2 separate regions of the Muntiacus reevesi genome follow, and region 1 is linked to region 2. The links are chromatin contacts, called in public Hi-C maps. All regions are on one chromosome and are shown on one strand. Each heading gives the region's core, a stretch centred on a gene start, on an enhancer-like site or on the middle of the called end of the contact. The rest is flanking DNA. Distances are from core to core; before and after follow the strand shown.

Region 1 (2,700 bases), core at 47-2,546, 260 kb before region 2:
ATGGTTAGCTATCACCATTTCACATCTCAGTACACATCAGGTCCTCTTTGTGGAATGAATGAATTTATTGAACACCTACTACCTGCCAGGTACCTTTTGTTTTGTTTGTTGTTTGTTTGTTTGTTTGCTAAACTGCGTGGCCTAAGGGATCTTTGTTCCCCAACCAACCCGTGCCCCCTGCAGTGGGAGTGCGGAGTCAACTACTGGACCAACAGTGAAGTCACCGTTAGGTGATTTTGAAGCAATTTACCAATATTTAAGGGCTTCCCAGGTGGCGCTAGTGGTAAAGAACCCTCCTGCCAATGCAGGAGACATAAAGAGTTCAATCCCTGGGTTGGGAAGATACCCCAGAGGAAGGTATGGCAACCCACTCCAGTATTCTTGCCTGGAGAATCCCAGGGACAGAGGAGCCTGGCGGGCTACAGTCCACAGGGTCATAAAGAGTTAGAAACCACTGAAGCGACTTAACGCATGCACACCCCAGTACTTACTCATGTAATCCTCACAATAATCCAAGGAGGCATCATCCTTATTTTACAGATGAGGAAACTGATTCCCAGAAAGATTATTTGCCCAGGGTCACATGGCCACCGAGTGGCAGAGTCAGGATTTGAACCCAGGAAGTGTGGCTACAGTACACAACGAACTAGCACAGCTGCTGTCGGGCCTGGGAAGGCGTTGAGTCGGGCGTGGTCCCCGTGAGAGAGACAGCCCGGACGGTGACCAGAGACCGGGACCGAGAGGGTTCTCTAGAGCTAGGAGGGACTGGGGGCAGGGGCGGCGTCAGGGAGCCGTGCGTTGGCGGGACGTTTGCGTGGGCATCTGTACGGTGTCTCTAAGTCTCTTGGCACTCAAGTGTTTGTGTGAGTGCAAATGTATGCGAGTCTGTGCGAAGGTGTGGGAGAGGGAGTGTGCGTGAGTCTGCGTGGGAGGCTGTGAGTATATGTGTGAACGTGTGTGTAAGCCGCCGTGTGTGGGTGTGTGCGAGCCCAGGTGTGCATGCGTGAGTGTAGACCCATGTGCGAGACTCCGAGGTGTGCACGGGTGAGCGTGCGTGAGCGGCTCTGCGTGCCTCGGGCCCCACCTCTGACCGGCTTCCCGGTGGGGTCCCGCCAGCCCCAGGCGGGGAACTACCACTCCCAGCATGGCCCGGGCGGGCCCGCCCCGCCGCCCTGATTGGCTGTGGCCCCGGTGCTCCCGCCCCCCGGGAATGAATGGATGGGCGGCCTCAGCGCCCGCCCGAGCGCTGGGAGGACCGGCCCGGCGGGGACCTGCTGGGGGCAGGACCCGGGGAGCAAGATGGCCACGGTCATCCCCGGCCCCCTGAGGTGCTGCGGGCCGGCGGGAGGTGGGGGAGGGCGTGCGGGCGGGTCGCGCGGGCGTGTGTGTGTGTGGCGGCTGGGGGTGGGGCCGATGGGGTGTCTGGGGGGCTGTCACCGTGGGCCGGGCTGCGCGGGGTTGCGAGTGTGTGTGACTGTGGGTCTCTGGCAAGAACCGTGTCCGACGCGCGGCTCCTGGAGGAGCGGAGAGTGTGCGGAACTCCGAGTCCTCTTCGGGAAAGGGGGTCATGTCCCGCCCTGAGACCCCCGGGGTTGGGGAGAGGGTGAAATGGACTAGGGGCGCGGGGACCTTGGTAAACTTGAGTGAAGCTCACAGTACCTTTGTCTTGGGATATGGAGTGTGTGTCACTTGTTCGGATTCTGGTGTTTTTTATTTTTTATTTTTGGATATGTGTGTGGATGTGTATTTGATTTCTTTTATTCTACTCTAGGTATCTTTGGATATTTGAGTCTTTGAGTGTGTGTGTGTGCATGTCCTTTGAAACTGTGCATCATTTGTGTTCTGTGTCTTTGGATATGTAGGTATTCCTGTATTTATGTGCAAATTTTTGTGTGAATATGGGTGGATTTGTTTCTACACTGAGTATATGTGTATCTTTGTGTATTTGAATATGTGGTATTTTAGATGTTGGTTTCTATATTATTGTGTATCTTTGTGACTGTGTGTGTGTATCCTGTGTGAATCTGTGAGATTTCTTTGTATAGTGTATTTGAATTGTATGTGATCCGTGTTGTGTATTTGGATATGTGTGTAAGTGCCTATATGGGTAGTTTAACATTTTTTCTCTTAACATTTGTGTACCTGTGTGTGTGTCTTTGGATGCATGAGTGAATGTGAGTGTGTGGTGTGTAATCTGTTTACATGTTGTATGTCTTTGTGTGGGTGATTATTTATGTTGTGTGTCTCTGGATATGTGATGTATATTTGTGCATGGACACGTGTGTGATCTGTCTGTTTCTACACTGGAACTTGCGAGATCTGTGTCTTTCAGTAGATATTTGTGTGTGCCCATATGTGAGATGTGTCTGTTTCTCCCTTTGTGAGTCTTGGGATATGTCTCTCTTTGTGTGTGAATCCTGTGTGACTGTGCGATACATTTGTGTTGTGCATTTGGATATGTGCCTGAATGGATGTGTCCTGGTGTATCTTTATCTGTTTCTATATTGTATCCACTCCTTGGCTCGAGGCCCGCTTGAGTCCCGGGTTGGGGGCTCCTGGGTCCCCACCGGAGGGGAGAGGTGAGGTTGGAGGAGTCGGCCCACCCATTCCCGACGGGTGGGCTGGGGGAGGGGTGCTGGGCGACCGGGTGCGCCTGCCCTTGCTGACAGCCGCCCGCCCGCTTACCCGCCCCTCGCAGCC
Region 2 (2,700 bases), core at 190-2,689:
AACAACAGCCACCTTGCACCGAGTGCTAACCATGTGGCTCACCCTCGGCTTACCACATTCAGTCGATAATACCTTCATCCCATTTCTCCGGAGCTAACAATAAAGCAAGCAAGCAATAAGTGTCTTCTATGTACCAAACGCTTTATTCATCGGATCTCAACATCTCAACAGAATTCCCAGCATAAGACAGACACTATTCTTCCCCGGTTTGACCGAAAGGAGAAACTGAGGTTCGGCGCGGTTTCCCTAGATTGCACCTCCCGAGAGGCAGAGTCCGTACGCGAACCCACCGCTACCCGACTCCCATACCATGCTTTTCCGCAACGGCGCCGGTAGCTAGTCTGGAAAGTTGAAGCATGCGGGCACGAATCCGGCCAGGTCCGGGGGGTGAGAGTGCCGCCGCCGCCCCCCAACAGCCGGTGCCCACACCCGGCCGGCCGCCCAGTAGCTCGCCCGCGCTGACCCTCGGGGTCCGACTGGACATCGACTCCTCGCCACCCTAGCACAAGGCCAACCCTGCACCCAGAGCCACACACCTGGGTGTCCCGGCTGCCCGCCCCGCGGGCCCCACGACCGCGGCGTCCAGATCCGCGCCGCTTGCTGGAGACGCCGCCAGCTCCAGTGGCCCGAGTGACTTCCAGGCTGCCCACTTCCAAGCCGCTTCGCGCGAGGCCTCCTGGGAACTGTAGTTTCGCCCTAGGCGGCCGCAAACTGAAAAAAGCCTGATGCGCAGGTGCTGCCGGGAGCAGTAGGCGCGGCACCGCGCCGCCTTCTGGGAATGGTAGTCCACCTGTCGCCTCCGTGCCGCTCGAGTCTCCAGAGTACTTCCGCAGCCCCGAGGGGCGTGAGGGATGGAGGTGTGTCTTCTGTGGACTCCAACCCGTTGACTGCGTTCCTTGCTCTGCGAAGGCGGTTTTTTCCTTTTTCCCAGCTCTATCCGCCTCCTCCCTTCCTTCAGTAAACCCTCTTTCTCCTTTTCCGCGAGGCGCGAGGTACTTACCCCGAGGGCGCGAGCCTCTGGAGAAGTGGGAGCAGCGGAACACAGCGCTAGACCCCCAACCGAGGGGAGCTGAGGAGAAAGGCTTCTATGCGCGCTCGCGCACGCGCGCTCGCCGGCCAACTCCGGCCTAAATTGCCGCGGGCCCCCGCGGGGAAGACTTTTTTTCTCCTTTCGAACGCGCGCGCGCGCGGGGTCTCGCGCTGGGCTTTTTCCTGCCGGGCGCGCGCCAGTGCGCACGCGCGCTCACTCCCCTTGCTTTGGTCAGTCCGCCGGGCGCGGGGTTGGGGAGCTAACCGTTTTGTTGGCCGAGTCCTCCCGCAGTATCCCCAAGGTCGCTCCTCTGGCGCTCCTATTCTAGGTCTGGCCCTTCACATAGCTTCGGAGTGCCGCCACACACGCCGTACCCGTCCCTTGTCTGGAGCCCAGTCGTCGCAGGTAACAGGCGCGGCCCCAGCCTTGAGGAGGCGGACACGCCCTTCTTCCCTCCCACGCGGAGAGCCGGGATGCCAGAATGTGTTGGGATTCCGGTCTGGTCGCCTCTCCCCGTAGTAGGAGTCTCCGGAGCTCTGCCTTCGACGGGAGTCTCTTCACCACCACCCATGGGGTTGCCCTGGAAGCCATGTTACCTATCATTCATTCGTTGATCGCACATTCTTAGGGTAACCAGTGTTCGTTGAGTACCTATGGCTGGGGAGATTTTGTTAAAATTTAGTCCACATGCCGACATAATCAAGGATCCGACATTTTTTATTGGCGTTCCTACTACTAAATAAGGGGTTACCGAAGGAACTAGCTGGAATTGCAAGGTTCTTTGGTCAAGAAAAACCAGTCAATACCCTTCCCATCTCCTTACTTCCAAGAAGATGCTGAATGAGACTGAACTGGGAAGTATATATTTCTATTCCTGGGAGAGGGGCAGAGGGTGATTCATTTGCTCATTCAGTCAACAAAAATGTATTAGGCACCTACTTCATGCCAGCTTGGGTGATTATCAGGACAGGGGAGAAATCAAGATAGATTCGGTTCCTACTCTCAAGGAACCAAAGTCCAGACCACCATCGGAAGGTGATAATCTAAAGCAATACTGTCTAATAGAAGTATAATGCAAGCCAAATCTGCAACTTTAAAATTTACATTAAAAAATTAAACAGGTGAAATTTTAATAATTTAAACCAGTATATCTAAAATAAAGTTATGTTTAATGAAAAAAAGGTTTACATTGCTTCAGTTTTAAACTGTGAGGCATTAACAAAAATATTCATTTGTGACATGGGTTATAGCAAAAGGCTGGAAACTGCCCAATTTCTATTAATGGACATTAGATAAATGATAGTTCAGCTGGACAATGGAATACCATGCAGCTGACAACTGTTGAAAAATGAGACAGAAGTGTATGTTTTAATATGAGTTAATCTTTAAGATTATTAAGTGAGAAAAATGCAGTGTATAACACCTGGGCTTCCCTGGTGGCTCAGCGGTAAAGAATCCACCTGCCAATGTAGGATACACAGGTTCAATCTCTGGGTCTGAAAGATCCCCTGGAGAAGGAAATGGCAACTGGCCCCAATATTCTTCCCTGGGAAATCCCATGGACAGAGGAACCTGATAGGCTAGAGTCCATGGGATTGCAAAAGAATCTGACATGATTTAGTGATCAAACAACAATATAGCGTACTAACATTTGTGTAAGAAAAGTAGTT

The links. Hi-C and Micro-C count contacts between places; a contact is called where the count stands out from the background.
Region 1: a Hi-C map of muscle shows a contact between it and region 2, with 7 times the contacts expected there. The contact joins the promoter of DPF1 here to the promoter of SIPA1L3 in region 2. A contact is called at or near these places in 2 of 3 Hi-C or Micro-C datasets (blood and muscle).

The regions. Positions count from the first base shown.
Region 1 is chr2:260,000,926-260,003,625 of mMunRee1.1, reverse strand. It overlaps DPF1 (double PHD fingers 1), which reads left to right and starts at 1,296. Exons shown (of 12, transcript XM_065920571.1): 1 at 1,296-1,328; 2 at 2,699-2,700. The coding sequence starts at 1,300.
Region 2 is chr2:259,737,574-259,740,273 of mMunRee1.1, reverse strand. SIPA1L3 (signal induced proliferation associated 1 like 3) reads right to left here and starts at 1,439. Exons shown (of 22, transcript XM_065926010.1): 1 at 1,001-1,439.